3 separate regions of the Mus musculus genome follow, and all the other regions are linked to region 2. A link is a contact called in public Hi-C data. All regions are on one chromosome and are shown on one strand. The core of a region is the stretch at or near the end of the contact, and the rest is flanking DNA. Distances in the headings are between cores, read along the strand shown.

Evidence for each region. A called contact is a pair of places that touch in the nucleus more often than the background predicts.
Region 1: a Hi-C map of muscle stem cells shows a contact between it and region 2, with 2.1 times the contacts expected there. The contact joins two enhancer-like sites. A contact is called at or near these places in 1 of 15 datasets of contacts at CTCF or cohesin (the NIH/3T3 cell line) and 4 of 484 Hi-C or Micro-C datasets (adipose-derived mesenchymal stem cells, cerebellum, embryonic fibroblasts and 1 more).
Region 3: a Hi-C map of uterus shows a contact between it and region 2, with 4 times the contacts expected there. The contact joins two enhancer-like sites. A contact is called at or near these places in 1 of 39 promoter capture datasets (the 3T3-L1 cell line), 5 of 15 datasets of contacts at CTCF or cohesin (CD8 T cells, the NIH/3T3 cell line, embryonic stem cells and 2 more), 30 of 484 Hi-C or Micro-C datasets (the 3T3-L1 cell line, the AML12 cell line, the C10 cell line and 18 more), 5 of 115 datasets of contacts at active chromatin or transcription factors (the NIH/3T3 cell line, embryonic fibroblasts, embryonic stem cells and 2 more) and 1 of 9 other capture datasets (embryonic stem cells).

What each region holds. Positions count from the first base shown.
Region 1 is chr12:70,880,045-70,884,063 of GRCm38.p6, reverse strand. Frmd6 (FERM domain containing 6) reads right to left here. Exons shown (of 14, transcript NM_028127.3): 6 at 3,259-3,445; 7 at 243-398. Among named protein-coding and RNA genes, the nearest start is that of Gm32664, 21 kb to the left of the region's middle. Within about 2 kb of position 2,678, at least 67 of the 459 cell types and tissues checked have an H3K27ac peak or open chromatin away from gene starts, as enhancers often do. A contact at or near this core is called in muscle stem cells, where this site is marked.
Region 2 is chr12:70,595,528-70,600,090 of GRCm38.p6, reverse strand. The region is part of intron 1 of Gm40436 (a long non-coding RNA gene); the gene reads right to left. Among named protein-coding and RNA genes, the nearest start is that of Gm40436, 7.2 kb to the right of the region's middle. Within about 2 kb of position 1,415, at least 26 of the 459 cell types and tissues checked have an H3K27ac peak or open chromatin away from gene starts, as enhancers often do. A contact at or near this core is called in muscle stem cells and uterus, where this site is marked.
Region 3 is chr12:70,904,726-70,909,041 of GRCm38.p6, reverse strand. It overlaps Gm32664 (a long non-coding RNA gene), which reads right to left. Exons shown (of 4, transcript XR_381658.4): 2 at 444-567; 3 at 67-223. Among named protein-coding and RNA genes, the nearest start is that of Gm32664, 3.5 kb to the right of the region's middle. Within about 2 kb of position 1,956, at least 31 of the 459 cell types and tissues checked have an H3K27ac peak or open chromatin away from gene starts, as enhancers often do. A contact at or near this core is called in muscle stem cells and uterus, where this site is marked.

The sequences.
Region 1 (4,019 bases), core at 1,429-3,928, 280 kb before region 2:
TTCCAGGCAGAAAAAGAACTATAGCATAAGGCCCTCAGAGGCAGATCACCATCGCAGCCCTTCGTTATCACACGTTACAAACATTTAAGAACTCTAACATGCTGCTTCCGGGCTAGACCACGGAGGCCTGACACGTGTAACCAAGGGCAGGCCAAAAGAAGAGCTTCCCACAGCTTGTTGTAAGAGGAAAGCAGAGTTCTCAGGCGAGCTGAAATCTCGCGCAGGAAGGAGGGTTTTCCTACCTTGTACAGTCTGTAGTAATGGATGGCGACGTCGTCCAGTCGGACGGCTTCTTTGATGTACTTTAGGTAGGCCTCGGAGGCCGTCAGGGCAAACTGGTCCTTGTGCATGTTTGGGATGTGTTTCAGGATGTAGTCCTTCCCCCGCTTGGAAACAACCTGTGGGGACACCGTGCCCCAACCGACAAGAGGATGAGAAGCTAATTCAGGCCACATGAAGCTGGATACTTCTCACTAGAAAATTCTAATTTTTATCCCATTTTCGCTGTCTTCTTAGGCTACCGGGAGGAACCAGTTAAGGTTGTAAGATATAACGCCCACTTGGTAGAACAAACAATCGTAATTGGGGAAAACAGATTCTTTTGGTTTAAAGAGTCACCGACGTGAGCAGAAGTCCCACGCAAACTGAAGTAATTTCACATACTTCACGGATTACGCTCTTAAACGATGGTACTGTGGGAAGAAATGATGTCAGGGAACAGCTGCAGGACTGAAGTCCCACTAACTCCCACAATCCCCCACACAGAACGTGAGACTAGAAACGTTCATCTGGGGAAGGTAAAGGACCAGGCGGGACTCTTTGGAACACTGGTTTTCACAGGAAAGGCCAGGAACTCTACTTGAAAACACAGGAGGAAACGGTTTCGATTCAACACGCCCTCCCTGTGATTTGCTGGGGCTTAGAATTGGATGGGGTCCACTGAGCTTTCTTTCTTCCTTTCTTTCTTTCTTTCTTTCTTTCTTTCTTTCTTTCTTTCTTTCTTTCTTTCTTTCTTTCTTTCTTTCTTTCTTTTTTAAGATTTATTTATTTATTATATGTAAGTACACTGTAGCTGTCTTCAGACGCACCAGAAGAGGGAGTCAGATCTCGTTAGGGATGGTTGTGAGCCACTATGTGGTTGCTGGGATTTGAACTCAGGACCTCCGGAAGAGCAGCAGGGTGCTCTTACCTGCTGAGCCATCTCACCAGCCCCCCACTGAGTTTTCAAATGTGAGTTACACCCTGCACCCGGTGGCTGCATACTGAGGGTGTTGGGAATGGCCATGCGGATTTCAGAAGGGTCTGAAAACACAAAAAGCCAGTGGCAACACGAGCAGAAGCAAGGGCTTCGGATGGTGGCAGTGGGGGACACTGGCGAGTTTTCAGCTCTAACGTGACTTCAGCATCTGTTGTTTGGTGCTTACTTTTCATACTTCACAAAGGATTCTACATGGAGGCCGGTGGTGGCCCACACCTTTAATCCCAGCACTCAGGAGGCAGAGGCAGGAGCATTTCTGTGAGTGCTAAGCCACCCTGGTCTGCATAGGCAGTTTCAGGGAAGCTGGGGCTGCAGAGAGAAACCCTGCTTGGGGCTGCGGTGGGTTCAGAAGTTTAAGGCACCCCAGCAGCTGTGTGGACACATCTGTAGAGTCACCAGCTGGATGGTGCCAGAGCATCCAGTCTAAGAAATCAACCAGATCCTGGAGTTGCACACTTGGGAGCCAGGACTTCACACCACAGGTGACTGGGGAGTTCCTGCAGGTACTGTGTAAAGTAAGAGGCTCGCTCCTCTCAGAGCAAGCTGGGGGACACCGAAGCAGGAATAGCTCTGCAACACTGTGCTGAGCTCTGAGACCCAGGGAGGGAACGCCAAACGGAAGGATGCAGTAGACTTAGAAGGAAACCAATAGTGACAAAATAGGGACTAAGCAGGGTAACAGGAAATGGAGTGGGCACATCAGAGCATGTGGGTAGGAATGTGGCAGAGGCACAGTGCCAAGCCAAGTCCATGTGATGCCAGGTTCTGGCAACTGGGCCTATGGCAGCCTCCAGCCCTCTGACAACAGGGGAACAGAGGTAGGGCTGTTTCTGTGGAGGTGGGGGAGGGAGGAGTGTGATTGGGGGTGTTCCGAGTCTGTGGAACTAAGGAATGAGTAGCCACCTCACTGTACAGGGCAGGCATATTTAGGCATTACCTGCATATTCTGAAGGTAGGCATGAAAAACCGTGATTGGGATGAAATCTCCCTGGTGTAAGTGGCTAGGTGCCAAGGGCAGCAGAAAAATTCAGCAAAAGGAGAAGAGAGCGCCTACTGAATCAGGCAACATAAAGGGCATGAATGACCCGAGAGATGGCATGTGCTTGCCTGAAGGGGAGCAGGTGGGGGAAGAGGACCGAGGAACGCACACGGATGGGAAGGAAGCTGCCAGAAAGTCAAGCACACTTGGCCTATCTTTTGGGAAGCCAGCCAGGCGGTTCTGCTTTGTGGACGCAGGTGACCCATTGTTCCGGTGAACATCAACAGTAGGGGAGAGAGCCTGAGCCAGAGCCGAGGCCACAGAAGAGAGGGACAGAGCGGCCTGCAGGAGGACTGGCAACCCCAACAGGCTACGGAGCATGTGTGTGAGCCTACTCCTGCCAGAATGACCTACATCTATCTATCTTCTCCTGACAGAAGGGGACGGCTCCTCGCCTGGCAGGGAAGGACACAGAGGTCAGAGCCAAATGTTGATTCAGAGTTGTTTTCTCAGCCCATTAAAACTGTGAATGATCTCATCGCTTGAGAAGTAATCATTTTCCCTCAAAGGGGAAAAATACAATTCACCGGGAGGATGGAGAGTGTCGCCGCTAGCCAGGCGTGGGCTTGCACACCTTCAGTCCCTGCACCTGGGAGGTGGAAGCAGGTGGATCTCTGTGAGTTCAAGGCCAGTCTGGTCTAGAAAGTGAGTTCCAGGACAGCAAGGGATGCACAGAGAAACCCTGCTTAAAAAACAAAACAAACCGCCACCCCCCCAAAACAAAAAACCCCAGAGTATCACTGCTATGCACATTCCAACACGGGGCTGGGTAAGCTGAAGTTCTTCTGCATTTAAGATGGCCAGAGAGCCTCCTCAGTCATGAGCAGACTAGGAAAGATTCCCAGCCTCCGATTGGTAGTTGGGCATCACAGCGATTTCCCTGGGCCCAGAACATGCAGGCTCATCTCTTGAAGAGGCTTGTGTCTGAACAGGCAGTATGGAGAATCCAGACAGTACCTACCCATGCCGGGAAGTAAGCCTCTGGCTCAAAGTAGTCTCCGTGGTGCAGTTTCCTTTTGAAGTTGCCGAGGTCAGCTTGCAGTGCAAAGGCTGCCAGCAGGAAGTAGGCCTCCTCTCTGAGCACACACTGGGAGTGCAGCACCTGTTTCCGTAGGTGCCAGTAATAATAGTATCTTGCAATTCGGTCACTAGAAAATACGGGAAAACAGCAGTCATGTTTTGGTGGAATGTTACAAGCACATGCCAACAGATCCCAAATTTCATATGCATCTGCTAGCAGAGGCCCTTTGCTTCGGCTCCCTTGGGTCCTCCTCACTGAGGTGGGGAAGACCCAAGCTGGAACCAGATCACCACCTCAGGAGGCTGCAGGGGCAGAAGGCTCAGCTGCCAAAAACAGACCCTAAAGCTCACAGCCTTTGGCTCATCCAAAGAAAAGGCAGCTCTGAGGGACTCCACTCCAGTAAGGTGCATATGTCACAGAACACAAGCTGGACGTGCCAGAAGCTGGGCGCTTGCAGTCTGCATAGCGACGTTGTGCTTCTCACTCCCTTAGTGGGAACAAACCGAGGGGCAAGCCTGGCCTCCCTGTTTGATGGTCCTTGATTGTTCCCCTCCTTAGCGCATCACAGATGCTCTACAGCACGTAAAACGCTTATAGGAGATCTGAGCACCAGTGGCTTGTTACTTTCCCCGCTGCCCCGAGGATGAAAGAACCAATGCTTTCCTTGAAGAACATGCCTTGTTCTACAGGAGGAGGAGGAT
Region 2 (4,563 bases), core at 166-2,665:
TATCAGCTCCATTAAAATGTAGTGCTTCTTGGGACTGGAACAATCGATGATGGCTCAGCAGTTAAGAGAACTTGATCTTACAGCAAACCTGGGTTCCGTTCCCAGCGCTCACATGGTGGCTTACACCTTCTGTAACTCCAGTTCCAGGGTATTCCACGCCCTCTGCAGGTCTGCACAGGTACTGCATGCACATGGTGCACATACATACACTCTAACACCTAAAATAGGAGTCTCAGTAGAAGAAGATGCATCGAATCCTGCTACAGCTTGGCTTGCCAAGGCAGGTTGATATCCATGGGAGGCCTCCTCTTTTCTGAGGAGAAAGAGAGAGCGTTAGGGAGAGGGGAGGTAAGAGGGAAGGATTGGGAGGAGAAGAGGGAGGAGAAGCTGCCATCTGGATGTGAAGTAAATTAATTAGTTAATTAATAGAAAGAATAAATTAAAAAAAATAAAAATTAAGTGCCTATGAACTAAGTGGGGACACTTATAATCCTAAGACTGAAATAGCTAAGGCAGGAAGATGGCAAGACTGTGGCCAGCCTTAGCTAAACAGCAAGACCCTGCCTCAAAGGGAAAAAAAAGCATTAAAAATAAAAGCAAGACACTAAGGAAGAACTAGATTGTGATTGACACTGAAACCAGGGCAGCAATGTTCTCTGAAAAGGAAGACCCAGGGACTGGATACGTACATGACCAAGTATGTATTGATCAGTGATGTACTGATGAATCACTTCCCTCAGCTAGGCCTCTTGTCTCTCATTGCCCTTCCATATATTTTATTTATTATGTGTCTTTGACTTTGAAAATGTTTTCGCTTACCATGAACTCCCCCCAGATGAATTTCTTCTGGGGAATTCTAGGCCCCTACTAGCATTTGGGAGAGACATGGGAAAGGGTCCAGAATCCTTTCTGTTCTCTCTCCATGGGTGGGAGCAAAGCCTTTCTGTTCTCTCTCCATGGGTGGGAGCAAAGCCTTTCTGTTCTCTCTCCATGGGTAGGAGCAAAGATTGCCTGGCCAGAGCTTTAATGACCCTTCCTGCTCCTCTGTAAGATTTGGACATTTTTAGAAAACAAAAGTATAATATCTATACAACCTGCTGACACTGACAGATATCTATCCCTTTCACCTAAATAAATCCTAGCAGCCCATTTCACACCAGTGTTTTAAGTTAGCAGAACTTAACCCACACAGATATTTGCGAAGATTTTAGAAGCTGCCCTCCAAGGTCATACTGTGCCATCTTGGCTGAGTTTACCCACCCAGACCTCATTCTACTGCCTAGGGACTATGCTGGTGACTCTGACTCCATTTTGTCCCAGTCCTGTGGCTTTTTACTCTTGGTCCAGCTGTCCAGATGTGTGGCCTGAGGGAAGCAGAGATTTCAGTTCCATTTTCCACACTCTCTCCAACACCCTCCTCCCCACAGCCACGTCAAGCCCCAACGGGTGCCAAAAGGCATCAGACTAGCTCCCTCGTGCACCCTCCTCGTCCCAGATACGCAGGAAGAAAGCCAAGGGACGCAGTCGTATGCCTATACTGTGATTCACATTAGTTTAAGCTCGATGGCCGCGTGTCCCTCATTCACACCCTGTCAACCTTAGCATGTTGGATTCCCACCCGGGGGATGTTCCAAAGGACGGAAAAAGCTCTTTAGAGAATTGATGACTGTTTTGCTCTTGGCTGGAACTTGGGATAGAATGGGCATTCCAGAGAGCTGGTCCAAGACACCACCTGATCCCCGAGCCTTTCCCTCCCAGAGTTCAGAATGTTCCTCACGGAGGGACCTCACATTTCACACACTGAAGCTTGAGGACCTTGTTGCTACAACACAACCTCACAAACCATGGCAACTGGACCGGGCCAAACCCAAAGTTGGACTACATACATGGCATAAGAGTCAAGCTGCCTTAATCTTGCATCTTTGGCTCATTTTTCCTAGCCACATCCTAAAACCAAATGGATTGAATTACTAGATGAAAAAATAAATTCTGTCCGTGGGAACCGTTGCTATTGTCGCAGAAAACAAAAAAAGGAGGTGTTTTCCAACCATGCCTAAAAGGAGGTGAAATCACTGTTTATGGGGGGGAGCTTAAATTCTTACCACATGCGGGAAAATGGAGTTGGTTGTTTAATTAGACTGCCTAGTCAAAGCCCTCTGGTTATTTTAAATTGTGTTTTAAAATATCAACTCCAGGGAAACCTTTCTGAAGGGCAATTCAAAAATATGCACTAAAGGCTTTCAAGATGTATATAATTTTACCCTGCCATTCCAAGTCTGGGAATAATCATGATGGTGCCCAGTGATTTACCTGCGTGGGTACTGAATGCTGCGTTACTTTAACAGTGGCATAGAGGTGGGGTGCTCAGATGCCCAACATGGGAAATTGGTCAAATAAGTTACTGTGCAAAGGAAGCTCTTTAGAGCTTAGATAGCCCCCTGGATGTCTCAAAGGCCTCCCGATTAACTGACTCTGCATCCGTTACAATCACTTGTCTAACAGCACCATGAAGAGTACTCACCGTCCAGGTTCTGTGTGAATCACACACTCCCACTAGCTGTGCTTTGCAACCCACCAAGAATTGGTTGTGTTTGTTCCCAAACCTGTTTGTACTGCCTCAGTTTTTACTGTAATTATAGAGCTTAATTAAGCAACATGCACGCCAATGAAATATCACAAAGCTTTCAATTCCCCTATAAATAGATGACAATTTTTAGAAAGATTGGAGAAGTTGAAATGAAAAGAAAAAATTAAAATACAACTTGTTAAATTATATGATCGATAGTGGGCACTAGTGAAATATTATGCATCTCAGTATCACTAAAGCTATCATGGAAAACTCCATTCTCTTAAGCAATTTTCCAAAAGAGTCAAGGGAGAGACCTGAGGTCTGAGAGCCTGTTTAAGTCTTAAATGTCCAGAAAGGAGGTCCCAGGCCTTCTGAGATTATGCCTGAGGTCTTTTCAAGGTTGGGTAAGGGCACTGACTGATGCTATGAGTTCTTATATCCTAGTAGTTGTCTCTTCTCCTTTCAAAGGACAGACACATCATCCTGTAACCATATCTGGGGCCACAGTGTTGACCTGAGTTGAACTTAACTGAGTCAACACTCAGACCTCACTGAGGACATGATAGGACATGACAACTGAACTTGATATTTTTCTTGCAAGTTGCCTTTGGAAATCTTTCAGAGTGACCTCTTACAATGCTGACCATTGGACCTCCATCCAAGGCTCCTGGGTTAACTGTGGACTAGCTGTTCAGGACTCCGAGGCACCTCAGGAGGCTCTGGCCTACAGGAATGTCTGAAACCCACTCTTCAGCCATTTAGTAAGTGAGGTGAGCATTGCCTTCCCTCCTATGGTTAATAGTCCAGGTCCAACTTCACTGAGCTAAGCTCTGATGTTGAGTCTGGCTTTAATTGGCTTTGTAACAGTAACCATGTGACCTGACCACTCTGGACTTCTGTCTTTTTGTCTGCATCCTAAAGAAATGATACTCTCTCAAATTCTTTCCAGCACCAAATATTTCCATGTCTATGTTATGAGAAATGCTTTTTCACTATAACTGTGCCTAAGATCCTACCAGACTTAGTGTGGTTTTTAAATAACTGTGAGATGATTGTAAAGAGGTATGCAGTTCTGTATGTTGTACATGGTGTGTGTGTGTGTGAAAATAAAAATCATTAACTATATAAGGACACGATCCATTTCTATTCTAAGTACCTAAATAGCCAGTCTCTTCTAACCATCACAACAGCATAAATTGTTAGGGCAGCAAGAGACTCCCTCCAGCTTCCTACCAGGTTGTATGAGAGGAGGCGACCTCAGCCCTTTCCTACCCCGTACATTTGGAAGCCCCTTTTCTAGATGAGCCACTATTATTTGATACCTCTATTATAATTCATTCTTCAAGCAATTGTGATTCTAGCCTAACTTTGATGTTATAAAGAATAAAATAGTAACTGAAGAAGTGAATGGTTGGCTTGGGATCGCTCTTCTAGGAGGAGACAGAACAGCAGTATCAGAACTCTGTCTTTCCTACTGAGAGCCCTTCATGACAGCCCATCAAAGTGGGCCCGTTTCTAAGATTGCCAGAGTCAGAACACTGTAGTACCACAGGTTCCCTGTTTTGTTCTGTGTGGTAATATGTATATACATATATATATATATATATATATATATATATATATATATATATATACATATATATATATATGTATATATGTATATATATGTGTATATATTCCAGGTGGCAGACTGTTGCCTTTGTTCCTGCTGGGGCTGTGGAGAGGGAGTTCTGAGTCCGCTTCCCCGGGTCATCCATCTGCCATCCCTCGAGGTAAATATAGAGGATAACCACCCCTTGGCTGGACAGCTAACTCCATCCACAGTGTCTGACTCAGAATGAGGGGGTATTGCAACTTTACCCATGAGATACTAATCAAGTTCATGAGAGCTGTAGCAGACTGCCACACATAGACTTTCCCCGGAGCCTGCAGAGCTGTGCATGTCTGACGTGCTCTCGATGGGGTTTTTAACCCACATCTGCTTATTCTCCTCC
Region 3 (4,316 bases), core at 707-3,206, 310 kb before region 2:
GAATGGAGAGATGGATCATAGGAAGAGTGGAGAGGGGGAGACGTGTTTGTGATCTACCCTACTCACCTGGCTTCCTGGCACGTGGCTACAGAACTTCCACTTGTTGCTAACTTCAGCATTAATTGGGCACCTTTCCTATGCCAGGCCCTGCACTAATTAGGTCCTTGGGATGCCGTTGCAAACGAGGAGGGGAATGGTTTCTGAACCTACTCGAACAACTTAACTGCAATTTTTAAAGAACAAAGAAAGCTTTGTTAATCTTTAGCATCTAATACATTCATCACTTCACCTTCCCTGATGATCTCTGCCCCTCCTTTTTCACACCATCACTCCCTGGAGATGACTGGAATGAAAAAATGGCAATGACCTATAGGAGAGTCCCTACCAAATAGCCCCGCCCCTACTGGGGAGCTCCGCCCCCTACCTGGGAGCCACGCCCTCACCTTCCGTGGGCTCCTGTGGCACCAATACATCACAGACAGAGGTGGTCAGGTCCCCAGTTTAAAAGGCAGAGTTTCAACATTCATCCCAGGCTCCTGGGTGCAGACAGTTCCCTTTGCATCTGAACTTGGGGACAGAAGAAGAAGATAAAGAACTCAGAGATGGCTGCTTGGGGCTGTGGCTCGGGTGTGTATGTTTAGTACCAACAGGAGTCTGAGAGGAGTTGAAGGCTGGATGGGTTTCATGGTCCTTGGCAGCACTCCTCCAGGTTCTGATTGGCTCTTAGAAAAGCTCCCGATGTAGCTTCAGAGCCTCCTTTAGATTTCCTAGCCCTTGATCTAGGGTGGGCTGGTTCACAGATTTCTGGTGAGATATCCTTTCCCTCAACTCCAGGCACCGCACCCTCTGTGTCTACAGCCCCTCCCTCTGAATACAGTCTCAGCTTCCACTTTTTGTCCTTAGCCCCCAAGAGGCTTGAAGCTGAAACTGGAGGCAGAGCCGGCCCCAGTGCCAGGTGGAACAATTGACTTGGATCCTCTTAACAGGGGCGCTGGGTTACCAGACACCCATCTGTTGGCTGTTCTCAGTGAGGAAACTCAAACCAGATCGCTCTCAAGGGCATCAGCGCCACGCTCCCCTGCCTGCCCAGAAAAGGGAGCCGCCTTACCTTCTGGCACCTTCCTACTAACAACTCCCATGTGGCCCCTCCAGGCTTTTCATTAATATCCCAGCACCTCGCTGAATAGTCCGAGTTCACTGCCAGGAAGCGTCTTTGGGCCTCTGGAGGAGCTGCAGCCCACTGGGCTATGCATCCGTCCTATCTTTTCTACCCAAACACAGCAATACTTGCCGGACAGAAGCCATGTCACCACCCCATCAACGCCACCCTTTCCAGGAAAGCGAAGCCACTAAGAGCAGTTCAGTAGTTAGTGAGTGAAATAAATTTGATCTCTTTAAAAAAAGAAAAAAAAAAAAAAAAAAAAGAAACAACAACAACAAAAACATTGTATCCAAGCGGTACATTTGCATAAGTTAAGAGTCAAAGACACTACTAGGCACCATTTCCACACAGCAATGATTTCAACCCACAGTGTGGTTTCAGAGGAGGATTTATGTCCATACTTCTCAAAGGCATTCTGCTTTCTAAACGCTTCTTCCTTCACGTTAGGCCATTAGCAGCTTTCTAAAAGCAAAGGTGAGACTCTCCCAGGCACCTTTACACACACCCTCCCCCAGGCACTGGTTTCTGCTCCGGTAGGGAGCAGACAGTGCTACCTGACCAGGTGTCCTCAGTTTGCTGCTCTTTGGTTTGCTCAGTGTGAATTTGTATCACCAGCTCTTTCATTCTTCACAGAACTATAAACCTCCTGTATCGTTCTTTAAGAAACAACCACGTTTATGAGACTTTCTCGGTTTTTGAAAATTCCCTGATGATCTGCCTTGAACTGGTTTTCGGGCGTTCCCTGCATTTTTTTTTTTTCTTCCTTGTTTGGACATGCCTGTCTTCCCTCTGAGTCATTTCTTGCAAGCCTTCTCTTTCCATCTGGCCCATGAGCACCAGCTGGTTTTCCATGTCTGCAGGTCCTGGATGTCGGCACCCTCGCCTTTTCTTTCTCTTCCTGTTGTCCTCTTGACCTTTTGCTACTGCTTTCCGGGGAGGACTCCCGTTCTCTCTCAACTCTTCCCTGGAACATTCACTTAGCTCTGTACTGTAAAGCTCTCTCTTCTCTGTGTGACAACCTTCTCTAGTCTTCTGCGTGAAATACATTCTACCCCCAACAATATTGATGATAGAGTTTTCTCTAAAAGGCATTTACTCCCCGATTCATTTAGTTTAATTTTTAAAATTCACATCTATTTAATGGAGGTGTGCATGTGGTATGTGTGTGTATGTGAAGGTCAGAGGACAATGTGTGGGAGGATATCATGCGTTTTCTGGGGCTCAAACCTGGGTATCAGGCTTGGCTGCAAACACCCGTGCTTACTAAATCACCCATCCGGCCTATGATGTTTCTCTAAAATACTAATTTCCTGAGAAGAATATGTAGTTTAGAAGAAAACAGCAAAGGTCTTTTTCTGTCATTCGCTGGTCTCTTCAAATTTACTCAGACCCTTGCTCAATGTCCTTCACGCTCATTTGCAATGCACCTAACGGGTAAGCTCACACTGATAACCATGTCGTGTCTCTGCACCATGCTAGTGTAGAATATCTGTGTTAGCTCACTGTCTCAGAGGTGTCAGGGGTATCAACCGAACAGATCTCTTTACAGCAGCCAGGATGCACACAGAGAAGGCCTGTCTCCACTTTTTTCCTTTTCTTTTAAAGATTTATTTAAGAGGATGGCCTAGTCGGTCATCAGTGGGAGGAGAGGCCCTTGGTCCTGTGAAGGTTCTATGCCTCGGTATAGGGGAGTGCCAGGGCCAGGAAGTGGGAGTGGGTGGGTTGGTGAGCAGGGGGATGGGGGAGAGGATAGGGGGTTTTCGGAGGGGAAAATAGGAAAGGGGATAACATTTGAAATGTAAATAAGAAAATATGTAATAAAAAGTTTTTTTAAAAGGCTGAAGTAAAAAAATATTTATTTATTTTATGCATATGAGTACACTGTAGCTGTCTTCAGACATACCAGAAGAGGGCATTAGATCCCATTACAGATGGTTGAGAGCCACTATGCGGTTGCTGGGAATTGAGCTCAGGACATTCAGGAAGATCAGTCAGTGCTCTTAACCTCTGAGCCATCTTTCCAGCTCTCACTTTCTTCTTCTTAATCTCTTTGTGCCTCAGCCCATGGGATGGTACACCCCACATCCAGTCCAGTTCTTTGCCCACTAATTAATCTTCTCTGAAATGTTCTTACAGATATACTTGGGGTTGGGGGACACCTTATTATAATCTAGGCACTTTTTCAGGCTGACAATCAATATTTTCCATCATAGATAGCCTGGGAGCCAAAACCAGCTTGTTCTCTCTCTCTTTCTCTCTCTCTCTCTCTCTGTATGTGTATAACTATCTCTTTATTTGGAACAGATCCATACTCCTTTGCTTCTATGTTGTCTAGGCTGCATTCATGCTATACTTATAGAGGTATGTAGTTCTATTCATTTTTTGGCTTTTTATAAGAAACAAATTTCTACTTCTTTTGATTTTATATTTTCATCTCTTGGTCTTTATGCTTTATGGTCAGACTTTTTTTTTCATATACATTTATAAACTTCATAATACATTGTTTTTGCACGAGGCAAATCATAGCTGCTATGGACAGTCTGAAGCAGCCCCATATTCCACACCTGGGATTAAAACAAAACCATATTCTTACAATATTTCTATGTTTTCTATGAAACCAAAATTCCATAATCCCCACTACACACTAATGCCCAGGGTTTTTCTTTCTTCCTTCCTTCCTTTTTTTAATTTACTTTATTTTTATTATATGTAAGTACACTGTAGCTGTCCTCAGACACTCCAGAAGAGGGAGTCAGATCTCATGGTGGTTGTGAGCCACCATGTGGTTGCTGGGATTTGAACTCAGGGCCTTCGGAAGAGCAGTCGGGTGCTCTTACCCACTGAGCCATCTCACCAGCCCATGCCCAGGGTTTTCATTTTACCCAATCAAGTTGAAAAGTTAATCATCACACACTTCCATACTGATACGGCATTTAAAAACTTTCACATAAGCTCCTTAACGTTTTTGGAAAGCATCACCTCCCCTGGGACAATTCAGGGATAGAATCCCAGGAGCAACTCCTAACCCCACTTCCTCCCTTTCCCTCGGTGGGTGGATCAGAAGGTTACATTTTTCTAGACCATTGTACCACGGCGGCAGATCTTCAAGTGCTGCTCTGAACTGGGGCAGGGATGAGGTAACAGTGACCAGTGT